Linked DNA regions of Mus musculus: regions 1 and 2 are each linked to region 3. The links are chromatin contacts, called in public promoter capture Hi-C maps. All regions are on one chromosome and are shown on one strand. The core of a region is the stretch at or near the end of the contact, and the rest is flanking DNA. Distances in the headings are between cores, read along the strand shown. Region 1 holds the start of Cyp4v3 (cytochrome P450, family 4, subfamily v, polypeptide 3). Region 2 holds the start of Fam149a (family with sequence similarity 149, member A). Region 3 holds the start of Mtnr1a (melatonin receptor 1A).

Evidence for each region. Promoter capture Hi-C pulls out the DNA fragments that hold promoters and counts their contacts.
Region 1: a contact with region 3 is called in a promoter capture Hi-C map of liver, with 5 times the contacts expected there. The contact joins the promoter of Cyp4v3 here to the promoter of Mtnr1a in region 3. A contact is called at or near these places in 19 of 39 promoter capture datasets (the 3T3-L1 cell line, 3T3-L1-derived adipocytes, the HPC-7 cell line and 10 more), 18 of 484 Hi-C or Micro-C datasets (the HL-1 cell line, Sertoli cells, brown adipocytes and 10 more), 3 of 115 datasets of contacts at active chromatin or transcription factors (all in embryonic stem cells) and 2 of 9 other capture datasets (embryonic stem cells and pancreatic islet).
Region 2: a contact with region 3 is called in a promoter capture Hi-C map of embryonic stem cells, with 4 times the contacts expected there. The contact joins the promoter of Fam149a here to the promoter of Mtnr1a in region 3. A contact is called at or near these places in 12 of 39 promoter capture datasets (the 3T3-L1 cell line, 3T3-L1-derived adipocytes, embryonic stem cells and 5 more) and 1 of 115 datasets of contacts at active chromatin or transcription factors (embryonic stem cells).

The regions. Positions count from the first base shown.
Region 1 is chr8:45,330,739-45,334,963 of GRCm38.p6, reverse strand. It overlaps Cyp4v3 (cytochrome P450, family 4, subfamily v, polypeptide 3), which reads left to right and starts at 1,801. Exons shown (of 11, transcript NM_133969.3): 1 at 1,801-2,199. The coding sequence starts at 1,986. The region is part of intron 3 of Gm30504 (a long non-coding RNA gene); the gene reads right to left.
Region 2 is chr8:45,380,422-45,385,310 of GRCm38.p6, reverse strand. It overlaps Fam149a (family with sequence similarity 149, member A), which reads left to right and starts at 3,020. Exons shown (of 14, transcript NM_153535.2): 1 at 3,020-4,158. The coding sequence starts at 3,551.
Region 3 is chr8:45,067,440-45,072,156 of GRCm38.p6, reverse strand. Mtnr1a (melatonin receptor 1A) reads right to left here and starts at 3,050. Exons shown (of 2, transcript NM_008639.3): 1 at 2,755-3,050. The coding sequence starts at 2,947.

The sequences.
Region 1 (4,225 bases), core at 552-3,051, 260 kb before region 3:
TCTTATTTATTTATTTATTTATTTATTTATTTATTTATTATAAGTACACTGTAGCTGTCTTCAGACACTCCAGAAGAGGGCGTCAGATCTCATTACAGATGGTTGTGAGCCACCATGTGGTTGCTGGGATTTGAACTCCGGACCTTCAGAAGAGCAGTCGGGTGCTCTTACCCACTGAGCCATCTCACCAGCCCCAATACACTTCTTGAAAACAGGCAATTTTAAGGACAATTATATATTAGCATATCACCGAGCACTTCTGCTCATAAGCATATGTACTGAATGGAAATAATTGAGTCAAAAGATATCAAAGAGAAGGAATATTCATAATTATCCACAGCATATGAAGCATCTATATTTATATTACTATGTTTTATGAAATATATTAATGTTCTACACTAGTGTGGATACATACACTATATAACATGCTACTTTGAATACTTACGATAATGTAACAATGTATATTTTGCTTCGTCATTTGTTTTCTTTTGCTCTTTCACTTAATGTTTTATGAACTTCTTTTCCTGACAGTACACACCAGATGGCTCTTTTGTAAAAAGTAACTGCAGGGGTGGGCAACATGGCTCAGCTGGCCAAAGAGCTTGACACCAAACTTGACCACTTGCGTTTGAGCCTCCAAAACCACATGGTGGGTTGTTGTCCTCTGATCTCCATGCTTGCATACAGTTTAAAAAGAATGTAATACGTTTTTAAAAATTCAACTGAGGAAAGCCCTAGATGTGCTTTCTTCAGGTCCCAGAGGCCACACGGGTGTTTGTGGGCACACCATGCAGTCTCTGTATGAAAATAACATTCTCAAGAAAATGAGAATCCAGGGCATCTGTGGATTTCAACTTTCTTGGCACTCTCCCCAGTGTGCAGTAGGCAAGGGCACTTCTCATCCTGCCCTTTGGTAAGGACAATGGGGTGTAGAACAGGGACTCCTGTTCAGGCTGGAGACCTCCATGGGTAGCTAGTAAATAACTTTGCTAGCTTCTTCTTTCTGGCCTTTCCCTTTCTGCAGGCTTGGCATTTTAGCTTCACTTTGACTGTGCCCCATTACTGTTGCCAACCCTCCTCATAGCATGCCTTCTTCCACCCACTTCTGAGCCCCTCCATCCCCACCCTTGTTCTCTCTAGTTCTGGCTTTCCTTGATCAGAGAATGTTTAGGGAAGTGCTAGACTGTGTTCTCCTTTAGTTCTGGTGATTCAGTCTGTCAGCTGACACTCACTGGATACGTGGCTTCCCTAAACTTCTAGGTCATGGGAAGGCGGTTGCTGTGCCGGACCCTGAAGCAGGGGCCAGAGTGTGTCCGGTGCCCCTGGGCAACCGGCCCTGCCCTAGGGCAGCAACTGATGCAGGTTTGCGCAAGGGCTAGTTGAATTTAGAATTCCAAAAACTGCCTTTCGACACCGAGGACTCTTCATTTGAATTTTTTAAAACAGACTGCTTATGAGATCTGTAATCCTTCCACAAAGCAAGGGAGTTGCAAAATTCTTAACAGCCCACATTAGCCGGCCCTAGGGTGTCCGGAACTGGCGATGCGAATTTCTAGTTTCTTCTCCATCCCGAAGCTACCCTAAATTCGACTTCCTCCGCCATCCTCATCTTTCCACACCGTGAGCTTTCACGTGCATTCTGAACTTCAGAGCTCAGAAGTTGTTCCGGTCTTTCGCTTTCGCCTTGAACCCCAGTGGCTGGCGCGTAGTACGCAGACTCGTGCAGGGCATCACAACAAACCTGCGGGAGCTTTCCCCGCCCCCTCGGAAAGTTTGTCCCCAGGGCGTGGTGCAGACGCTACAGATTTTCCCAGCTCCAGAGCTGGAAGATCTGAGAGGACCTGGTGTGCCCCGGGGGTTCTTTTTCCTGAGCCCTGAGCCGGGAGCTTGGAGTTCCCGAATTTGTCCCTCCCTCCTCTGCACCCGGCAGCGACTGGTCGCCACCTTCTCACTGGCAATCCAGAGGGAAGAGGGGAATCAGAGAGATGTTGTGGCTGTGGTTAGGGCTCAGTGGGCAGAAACTATTGCTTTGGGGCGCAGCGAGCGCGGTCTCCCTGGCCGGCGCCACTATCCTGATCAGCATCTTTCCGATGCTGGTAAGCTACGCGCGGAAATGGCAGCAGATGCGGTCAATCCCGTCGGTGGCCCGCGCCTACCCCTTGGTGGGACACGCGCTTTATATGAAGCCCAACAACGCAGGTATGTGTATGTACAAGGAAGTGTCTACTCCGTCTACTACTCTAACTAAGGCTGTTAGGCGCCTCGTCAGTCAGAGACACCTATTTAATGGACTGCTCCCACTCCCTCCCAACTTTTTCTTGCCACAATTGAGGTCTTCACATCCCTCAGACCTGCTAGGAGAAAGAAGAAATCTTCCAACCTCCACACCCCCACCCCTCCAACTCACCCTTACCCTCCAGGGAGTAAGTTCCTAATTCTCCCCATACCCATTTCCACTCTAGTGCCTGCCAAATTGCTTTGTGCCTCCCATCCTATAACGAGCATAGCAAACATACATATGTGTATATAGCATGTGTGTATAGAACAGGTTACAGTCTTTCCAAGTAAAATTAATTGATTGATATGCAGTTAAAATCCTCTTGGCCTTTGTAGATCAATCCTTCTGAGGAAGTCTTTCAAGGCCACTTCAGCAGACTCTACTGCCAAGGGCCTTGAAGTAAATTTATATGGCTAGGTTCAAAAATCTTACTTATTGGAGAGGTTTTTGTCGTTATTGTTGTTGGTGGTGTTTTTTAAACCTGAAATAATTTTAAAGAAATGTTTTATGCAAAAAAATTTTGTTCTTTTGCTTTAGAAAAATACCTAAAGTCAGAAAGTTCTTAAAAATAGTGGTATCTGTGGTTCCCTGTTAGAGATAGTGTATTCAGTCTTAACACTTAATCTTCATGGCTGTGTAAGCCTGGACATCCAGAACTGAGAAGAGACTTCCAGATGGCACATTTTAAAAGAACCTACACCAGATCCTACCTTTTCTTCAGATTAACTATTAATAGTTGTTTTACGGGCTGACCATCAATTTTAAATCTTCTTTAATATAGGTTTTAATATAGTTGCATCTCATTTTATTTTTAAATTTTTTATTGGTTATTTTCTTTATTTACATTTCAAATGTTATCCCCCTTTCCGGTTTCCCCTCCAAAACCTCCCTATCCCATCCCCTCCCCCTGCTTCTATGAGGGTGCTCTCCCACCCTCCCACCCACTCCCATGTCACAACCCTGGCATTCCCTATGCTAAGCATTTAAATCTTCTTAAGATCCTTTATTATCACTTCTGCGACCCAGGACAAAAACTGTCACAACAACTTAACTTGAATAACATGGGACACCATGGGAAAGTTTGTACGAAAATACTATCTAGCAGAAATCCAAGCAAATTCTCGTCACCTAACAATCGGTGTGACTTATAAGAAGTAATCCAACAACACTTTTATGTATGTTAGAACCATGTTGATAAAAACCCATGCTGTTTAGTTGAATAATACTCAAAAGAAAGCTAACATCCCCTTCCACTCTGACACTTGAGAGTCTACCCTAACCATTCCACTGTGAAAATCGCAGAAGATGAAATACAAAACCCAAAATGCCCATCAGGAAACAGTCCAGTGTCTCTGCTATATACAGAGCCCCATCATGTTCAGTAAAATGAACCACCCCAAGACCTGGTAAAGGTATTATTTTTGAGTGTTGGTAAAGAGTTTTTAAAGGAGGTTAGTGAATCTGAGCGGCCCAGATAAGAAAAATTCCTCTTTAACATGAGCAGAATCCTAACACCCTGAGTTCAGAAGAAACAATGCAGAAAGCAAACTGGTGTCTCTCTGAGGTTTTTCTCCAGCCACGTTGGTCATCAGAAGTCCAGGCTTGCCAGCCTTCAGACTTCACTGCTTAGGCAAGCCCTTGGCCTTCCCCCACTTCCTCTTCTCCAGTATTTCATTTTCTATCGCTGGTGCTACTCCTCACAGTCTGGACTGCTCAAAGACTCTAGGGTTCTAATTCAGCTTAGACATTGTCTTGGCACATTTGTCTCAGCACAAATACATTATCCAAAGGTTGACTTTTTGAGGAAGCATTGTGTATGGAATGTGTAGGGGGGTTGTGTGTATGTTCATGCATGTATATGTGTGAAGGTGTGTGTTTGAATATATATGTGTACGTGTGTGTGTGTGTGTGTGTGTGTGTATTCAGTTTTTATTTGCTTGGTTTTTG
Region 2 (4,889 bases), core at 1,771-4,270, 310 kb before region 3:
CCTATTTTAATATTTTCCTCTTAGTAGAACAAATTTAATCAAATATGAAGCAAATTTTTCCCGGGTCTTGATAAAATTTGTGTTTATCATGGAAAATAAATAGACACATCCATTGAAAGCATTCAAGCTGTACAACACTGAATGAGCTTAGAAGTGAATGTAGCTATAATTTCTTTATACTGCTTTGTCTCTGATTAATCAATGTAACCTGGAGTCACAAAAAGAAGAATTAGCTCAATTAAAGCTGGGAGTTTTTCTTTACTTTTTAAGCTCTGCTTAGTGATCTCTATAAAGAAATGTAACTCCCAGAAGATGTCCCTATTTGAGACAGGTACTTCATAAACAAATTAGTTACTCTTGTTTGTTTTGATCAAATATTAAATTTCCAAAACATAAAATTTGTTCATAGAAACATTATTATAGTTCCCTAGTATTTTCTCCATGTCAGAGCTAAATGACAGAAGAAAAATAAGCCAAGTTCTTAGCTAATCAAAATACGATTTTTAAAACTAAACACTTTAACATTACTAACAGCCTGTCTAAAATGAGTACAGTCCTAGTCCGTGAATCATTTCTTTTCTTTGCATTATTCTTCAGCTTCAGCTAGAGCATCATGGTCCACCACCTAAGGCTCGTGTCATGAAAACTGCATGCTGTTGGTAATTAAGGATTAACCTGGTAACATCTCACATGTGTCTACAAAGCTGTTGATGGATGAACAATGGCTGTAAGAGACCCAGTGGCTTCCTTAGAAGGGTTTATTATGGGTGCAATTACAGATCATTTTTCCAAAGCAGTGTCTGCAAAAACAAAAGGGTCAATCACTCATCCACTGCCCCTTGTTTATGGGGCTAGCTTTTCAGAAAGCCACAGTCATTAGTTAACTAGCAGTGGGACCTTCCTCCATGGGCCTTCTCTCTTTCTGTCGCTTTCTCTACGGATTAAAGACAGTTGCTATCACCACTTGAATTTATAGCCAGCTGTTTAGAGCCAATGTGGCCACTGAATACTTTTCTAGAATCACAAGTAAAATACGATGATGGTGAAAAGCTCCTCTTTGCTTAAGCAATCCCCTAACAGTTTCCTAGGGTTATCATAACAAGTTGCCACGTCAGGATGGCTTCACGTAGCACACTTCTGCAGGCTACAAATCCTACACTGGGTATCTGCAAAGCTCGGATCCCCTGGAAACCTGGAAGTCAGGATTTTTCTCTCCCTCTACCACCTGAACAGTAGTTTTGAGACTGTCCACATATCTGTCACCACAGAGGTTAGGGTGTTTTCTCCCATGTCACTTTTCTTGCTCACAGTATACTGTCCCATTGGCTTAGGGTCCATGCAAATGACTTCATCAGAACTTAATTATATTATGGTCCTGTCACCCAGGTTTTTTGTCATATGGTTTCAGTTGAGGTCAACTATGATTCAGAAATATTACTGTAGGAATTATATGAGTCTGTGTATGTGTGCCTGTGTATATATATGTGTCTGTGTCTGTGTCTATGTCTGTGTCTGTGTCTGTGTGTGTGTCTGTGTCTGTGTCTGTGTCTGTGTCTGTGTCTGTGTGTCTGTGTCTGTGTGTCTGTGTGTCTGTGTCTGTGTCTGTGTCTGTGTCTGTGTCTGTGTCTGTGTCTGTGTCTGTGTCTGTGTCTGTGTCTGTGTCTGTGTCTGTGTCTGTATCTGTATCTGTATCTGTATCTGTATCTATATCTATATCTACATATAAAGAGAGAGTGTGTGTGTAAGGACAAGGGACCAGCCATTCACATAACATTTACTGCAAGCCTGAGGAGCTATGTGAAGTATCTGAATGCCCTGACATATGTTCCATAGCTTGGGGACCATCTGGCAAATTGCAGCACAGGGGAATGACAAGAACATGGCAAGTGGCAGTTGGCCAATGCCAGTCTGCTTCTGATAGCCTTTCATTGTCCTACAGTCGTCACAGCCTTTCTGGTCTGTCCCCAGCACCTCTGTCTCTAGGGTCCACCACTGCTGACCTGGGGTTGTCTGGCACTCACTCACCCTTCCCCTCATCCAGATCCTTCCTTCCAAGCTTTCCATGTTGACGACTGCATACTCTTCCTAGTCCCAGAATCTGATTAGATGGAGCCTTATTGCTCCAGAGCTCTCTCTCTCTCTTTCACCCTCTCTCTCCCCCTCCCCCTGCCCCTCCCCCTCTGCAGGTGCTGTGCTTTCTCCCAGGTGATGCTGACTGAGATGGTGGTCATGTGCTACACTTGTGTCTAAGGGCTTATCTCAGTCACAACCTGAGATAGATAAGTATCTGTTTTGTTTTGTTTTGTTTTGTTAGTTTTATTGTACTTCAAGAACACTGTATCTCCTTGTCTCTCAGTGCTAAATGAGTCTTGAAATTCTATAAAGGTGCTTCTGACATGTTTATTTGCCAGGTAGGATACACTAATGAGATCATGGGCCATTTTCAATATGATAGGTAGAAAATGAGCTGCCTATGGGAAAACATAAAGCTTGATGTTCCAATTATGTTACAGTTTGAAAAGAAACACCCTCCCAGGTTCATGCGCTAGAGGCTTGGTCTTCAGTTGGTAGTGTAGAGATCCCCTCATTAAAAGTGTTTTTAAATGTTGTCATAGTTACAACAAACGGAGATGCAAAGCTTACCAGAAGGTATAAAAATAACCATAGCTCAGCTCATACATATATAAAATCAAAGTAGGTGTAATGCCATTTGTTCCACATAAGATATCTTGACATCTTCAGTGATGGACAGAAAATAAATCTTGGGGTAAACAAAGTGGAGCCCATTTCAAGCATATTCCCTCAATTCACCTTCCTGCTCACCCTTCTCACATCAAAGATCATGATCATGAGCATGGTATATTTGAACTTGTCAAGTCGAATGAGTTCCAGAACATTCTGGAACCGATGGGTCCGCTTGCAGGGATTATGTTCAAGGTCCTAGTAGCTCCTGGGCAGCCTGAAGCTGTAAGGATGGTGGCGAAATTTGAGACTGTTTCTTTAAGGCAAGAGTCAAGGAGGGGAGCTGGTGTTTCTATTGTGGACACAGCCCAGCTACAGCCTGGAGTCCAATTAGCAGAGAGCTTAGCAGGGGTTTTGTTTAGCTTAGCAACCGCCTGTGCAGCCCCAGGGGCCAGCCAGAGAATCTCCAGCGAGTTTAGCCCATAATCCGTGCATCCAACACTAGTCCTCTCCTTGAGCTCTGTGCCCCTGGTCCCTTGAACATCTTACTACACTGTGGGACAGGAGGGATTTCTCTTTGCAGAGGGTAACCAGCCTCCCTCTGTCGCCTTTACATCTGTGGGTTCATTGGAGAGGGTCTGTCAGACCCATAAGGAACTAAACGCTGAAACAACGGATTCCTGTGGGTGGAAAAAAAGACCTAGAAGCCTCGAGGAAGCTGTGTGCCAGGACCCCAGGACCCTCTGCTCGTCCCCAGAGCCATCTGATCCAGATCGCTGCAGGGGGTGGTGGATGGAGCCCTGCAGACCAGCACCTGGTGTCCTTGACCTCCCGGCGACAGTCACAGTAACCTCTCCAGGACCAAGGCATGAAGGTCGCTGTGTTGGACCTGGGGTCTCTGTTTGCCAAGATCTTCAAGCTCTCAACAGCATCCCCGGCAGTCTCCAGCCACCCTGGAGGCGCGGCGGCCACAGGATCAGTAGACTCCGGCGCCAGCACGTCGCTTAGAGAGGCTGAGACCCTGACTTTGCTCCCATCTCTGCCTCCAGACACCGCGGCCTCACGGGAGCCCTTCACCCCGGTGCACACTCCGCTCCCTGCCTCGCACCCCAGGAGCTCCGCAGCTGCTCAAAGGGTAGAAGCAACAGGGTGTTCCGGATCTCTGCCCAGCAGCTCAGGAGCATCCATAGCACCGCCCTTAACCCCCTACAGTGGCTCTGCCGGCTCAGTGGCTTCAGTGACTTTACCCAGCCCAGGGGTTGACTGGGCGACCCTGCCTTCTGTCACCATCCCCTTGGGCAGCAACAGCGTCACAGCATCAAGTCCACGGAACCCTCGCCAGCTGCGAGCTCCTGGAGAGCGAGAGCCCAGTGTATGGATGGCCCCGGGTCCGGTTCCCAAAACTCTGTTTTTCACCTTGCCTGACATTGGCGAGGAATGGACCTCGGACAGCGACTCCCAGGATGACCCAGAAGGGTGAGTAGCAACAGTGTTGTCAACTTTGACTTCCACCCTCTGCCTGCCACAATCTCTTCCCGGGTTCACTCCGCCCACTCCCAGGCTTTCTGGTCATTTCCAACATAGACTATGAGAAACTTTCCCTTAACATCCTCACAGTAAACTTCTTGTTGATCAAGGGAGAAAAAGAGGGAAGGGACAGACTGTGTGCTAGGTCTCTGCTACCCGAAGCACTGAACCCTAGACAGTGAGCATGATTTTCACGAGTCTGTTTATTTTCAAGCACCTTTCTCTGCGACAGAATGCACCAGGTGTCCAGGCAACCCGCTCTACTGGAGAGCAGCAATGGTTAAGAAATGGCTGTGCTTCCACAGTTTGAGGATCAGATCCCAAGAGGAATGACTTTCCTTTACATGACACCTAGTTAATTTACATATGTATCACCTCATCTGTTACAAAGGAGACCTGTGATGCTTAGAATTACATCTCCCAGAGGTCTTGAGTTCTGTCTTGGGGCCCTGAGTTACTACAGAAACAATGACTGACTTCACCAGAACAGAATGGGAATTGGAGGCCACTTTTCTAAGCGGACACACACAAACACACACACACACACACACACACACACACACACACACACACACACACACACCATACACACACACCATATACTTACCCTTTGAAATCAACGCATTATCCTTACCAAATAACTCGAGACTCTAGAGTGACAGTGAATTCTACTTTTATCG
Region 3 (4,717 bases), core at 1,801-4,300:
TGAATTTTCTATAGAGCCCAACAGGCTATACCTAAGAGTCTAACATATTGTTAACATTCATCTTTTGTTTATATACTATACAGCTTGAATAGACAGATAACTGAATTTTGAACAGGCAGAATATTATTTTAGGAAAAGGTTTAATTAAGTGTAATGTACATAGAGAAAAATGCAGCTCTGCTTTTTAGCAAGCCAAAAGAAAGATAATAATAATAATAACAATAACAATAATAATGTTCAAATGCCTATTTAGTATTACTTTCTCCATCTTTTTCAAAATATTTTCGTTTTCATCATTTCATTTGATACTTGCAACAATTACGACAAAGCTTTGTGGGGGGCAAGGATGTAGGTGTTATCCCTGTCTGACAGATGTGGAAAGTGAGGGTGGATCACAACTGATTTCCTGGATTGGTATGTATACAGTGAGAATCTTATACCCACTTTAGATGCACCATTTCTCGTTAGCAAAATTTGCACGGGAGCAGAGCAGACAGTCTGTCAACCTTTCACATCTGCTTGGTTGCTTGAAGGCAGTGCCTGTTATGATTGACCGGCCCCACCGGTGATAAAATATCAGAGATTTCTTCCTGAAGACATCAAAGGCAAATGTAGTCTCTTGAGAAAAGGAAGAGGGCAGAAATAATTCTGCCATGGTACCAGACTTCCGAAGGAAAGAACTGCTTTGGAACTCAGATGTGCTAACCTTATCTTTTTCCTCTCTGTTTCTCAACTTTCCCCTTTTCAAAAAGAGGATGTTTTTGTTTTTATATGTATGAGTGTTTGCCTCCATGTGGGTATGTGTACCACGCGCATGCCTGGTACCCGTGGATGTCAGGAGAGTTTGTAGGATCTCTGGGACTTGGAGTTACCAATGGATGTGAGCTGCCATCTGAATGCTGGGAACTGAACCTGGGACCTCTGTAAGGACAGTCACCGAGTCGTCCGTCCAGGTTGATATTTTTTTCATCTTCCCGTTTTTAAAACCAACAAGATAAATTGAACAAATATACAAATTGCGCAATCATTAAAACATTTATTTAGTTTGCCTGGAACTCAATCTGTAGACCAGGCTGGCTTCAGACTCATAGAGACCCAGCTGCCTTCTATTCCCAAGCACTGAGATTCAATGTGTGCACTTGGCACCTCTGAAACTTTTAATAGGCATCTAACAGTATGCTTGAATCAGCTAGCTCTAGCTATGGTCCAAATCACTATTTATTCTTAAAAAAAAAAAAAAAAAAAAAAAAGAGCCTCAAATGGTTTGAACTCAATGATGGTGTGTTTGAGCCAGTAGTCTAGTTATATAAATATGATGCTCTAAAGCTTTGCAAATTAAAACTCACCAAGGGTCTTCTGTACAGTGAGAGGAATGCAGTATATGGACTCAAGAAGTTGCTTAGACAATAATGTTCAAAATAGTAGGACAGTTGGGGTACTTTTCCCAAGCCACCAGAATCGTGAACACCTTTTATAGGAAATGTCTCATAGGATTCAGACTTCTCAAGTAAAGGTTATAGAGACCAATGGAGCAAGGTAGGTGAGCTCCAGGCAGGAACCCCAAGAATTAGAGCCTCCCACTACTGAGCCTCACTACACCCTTCTCTGTAAAGTGAATGAGTCTGATGCCCGACCCTTGGGCTCACTCAAGGACTTTCTGTATGGGTGCTCAGGGTCCCAGTGCAGCTTGTGGAGACTCCTAGCTCTCAGAAGGGGTGTGCTCCCCCAACTATTCGCTTATCCCAACTATTCATTTATTACAGTGGTGGAGACCAAGCCTAGGGCTTTGCCAATGCTCCACAAACAACAACCACCAAGCTATTGAATTCTGAAGACTGGATTCTAGTTTAGGCCGATCATCCGTGAAAGGAAGTCATCCCGTTTTCTAAGCCAAACTGAATTCACATTATCAGATATTTTCAAACTAATTCTTGTACTTTGCACAGCCCGAAGCGTTGCAGAAGCTAGGCCAAAGGTGAGCCACATGCTGCCTGAATTTGAGTTTTCACCAGCTACCTGGTTTAGGACAAAAATATCATTTGGGGCCATTTATTTAAGCAAATGGATTCCCCTCTACCCTTCTACCAAAAGTTTACTTCCAAACCAGGAACAGAAATCCAAGCAACCTTGACGCTGTTTGAAGGCATAAAAAAGCTTAGGGAGAACCGACCAACCCGCTCTTACGCTCTTACGCAGGGTAACTAGGTCAGCTCATTGCTCCAGGGAACCCCAACTGTAACTCAAACACAGAATTAACTCTAGTCCTATATTCTATGCAAATGCATTTCTCGCTACAGTTTTCATCTTCTAAAATGCAGATTTGACTTGAGGAACAAAGGTGCTTCCTCAGCATTCTTAGCATCTTCCCAGACTACCTTGCAATTTGGTGCTGTTAGCTGAAAACCACACCTGATAACAAAAGCCAAGCAGTAGCTCTGTTGTTTTTGGCGGCTTCTGCATCTTCTCCTATTTTTGCGAAGTTGGGGGAAATGGATTTTATGCAAATCCAAACAACTGATGATGAGTTCGTTGATCTAGATGAGTAAAGAGATGCTGTGGGAGGGAACAGAGTTTTACATCTCTAAGAACTGAAGACTCCTGGATGATCTTTGTCAAGGCATCTTATAGAGGGACAGGGTCAAGAGAAAGGAGAGAAAATTATCCAAAGTCTCATTTCTCAGAAACGGACTTTCTGAAGTTTTCTCAGTGTCCCGCAATGGGGCTAGCGCTGGGAAAGGTGCCCGGAGCCCCTACCTGAGTTCCTGAGCTTCTTGTTGCGGTACACAGACAGGATGACCAGCAGGTTGCCCAGAATGTCCACCACGATGGTAAAGATGAGGATGAAGGCCAGTGTAGAGGCCAGCCAGGACGGTCGTGGTCTCCCTCCCTCCCCGCCGCCTGGAGCCTGCTGAGTGGCATTGAGCAGCTCGCTGACATTGCCCTTCATGGTCCCCTGGGTGCCTCACCGCAGCACAGCCAGGGCCATTGTCCTGTCGCCCCGGAGCCCTCAACTGCTCAGCTCTGCTCGAGCCCTCTCCGCCACTTTTTATGGCCCTCCCGCGTCTACTTTGCATCCTTATGATTGCTTCGCGGCTGTCCTGCCCACTCCAGCCCCTCCCGGTGGTAGGACACCCTCTCTGCACTTGGCCACTGCCGCCTGCTGACACCTGCTGTCCACTGCCCAGCAACTTGGACTCGGAGGTCCCACAGTGCGTGCACGTTGCGCCCCCGTGTGGCGAGACTCGGTGAGACACGTGGAGGCATCAAGTGGAGGGAAACTTGCACCCTGGAAGGCCTCGATTCACGAACTTGAATCCTAACCAGGACTAGATGCCCTGGATGTCTTATCCGGAAAATGAAGATGAAAATAGAATCTAACTCATCAACTTTAATAGTCAATGATGTGTAAAAATAAAGTAATAATGATATTAAATCACACCCTTTCCGTCTGGCATAGCACGATTTAATGTCTGTTCTGGGTGTTTCTGGCAATTAAACGAAACAAAATGTAAATATTTGCAGATGACAGGTGTATATGTTCTTTTGAAACTATCAGTGAAAACAGAAACTTGAGATAATAGAAGCAGACGTAGAACCACAGTGTAAGATTTCTGGGAAGTGCATTAGCCAGCTCTGTACAGAATGGAACAAAACCCCAAAACTTTCTTCAACATGGGGAAGGAGACTTACACAAAACATATGATGTTCTCATATTGAACACTTAAATTTTCATGCTCTCCATATATTTTATGGCTGTCCAATTCCTAAGCATTTCCAAAGTCCCTTTGAAAGAGTGAAGAAAAATGAAGAAAATACATTTTAAGAAGATGAATACCAGAAAAGCATGACATGACAATATTAAAATCTGTATTAAAATTAAACAATGTGTCGTAGCTCTGGAGGCTGAGGCAGGAGAATCAACACCAGTTTGGGGGCATCTTGAGCTGTGTGGTCAATCAGTGTTGCTGTATAAAATCCTGTCTCAACAAATCATATTAAGTAAAATGGTTGTGTTCATCAATAATTTCAAGAAGAAATGCAATGCAGAATTGAGGGGCCTGAGCGTGTGGCTCTGTCGTTAGGGCTCCTGTGCAGCATTTGCAAAATCTTAGACTCCATTTCTAGTGCTGTATAAACTGGATGTGGCACCTCAGTCACGTAACCCCAGCACCCAGGAGGGAAGGCAAAGGATCAGAGGTTCAAGGTCATCCTCCGCTGTTCAGGACAAACCTGGGATGTGCGAGATTTCATCTAAACCGAGAATAAAGCACAGAATTAAGAAGGTTAATGTTTTAAATTAGCAATGAGGGAAATCGGTGATGGACAGGAAGATATGTTTAAGGGAATGTGGGTAAGTGAGTCTCTAAACTTGAGGTAAGGAAGGGCCCCCTCACTAAGTGAGCATGAGAGGGAGAGTGGGACCGAACCCCATCATCGTGAGCATAGAAAAGACCCATGAGCTTAGGTCATCAACTGACCTAGGGCTCTCTGCACAGCCCTGGGAGAGCTTTTTCAAATGGGCAGTCTTACACGATGTTAATCTGACAGGGTTTGACACTGTGAGGGCCATATGTTGGCTGAAACCCTGCAACACTGGCCAGTGAAGTAACGTGCAGAGGTATGCAATCAGTCATGAGTGAAAACAGGTTTTGAACTTGAGTCCCCCTGAGTCCACAGCTCCAAACCTCATTTCTAAGTGACTGTGTTTCTCAATAGA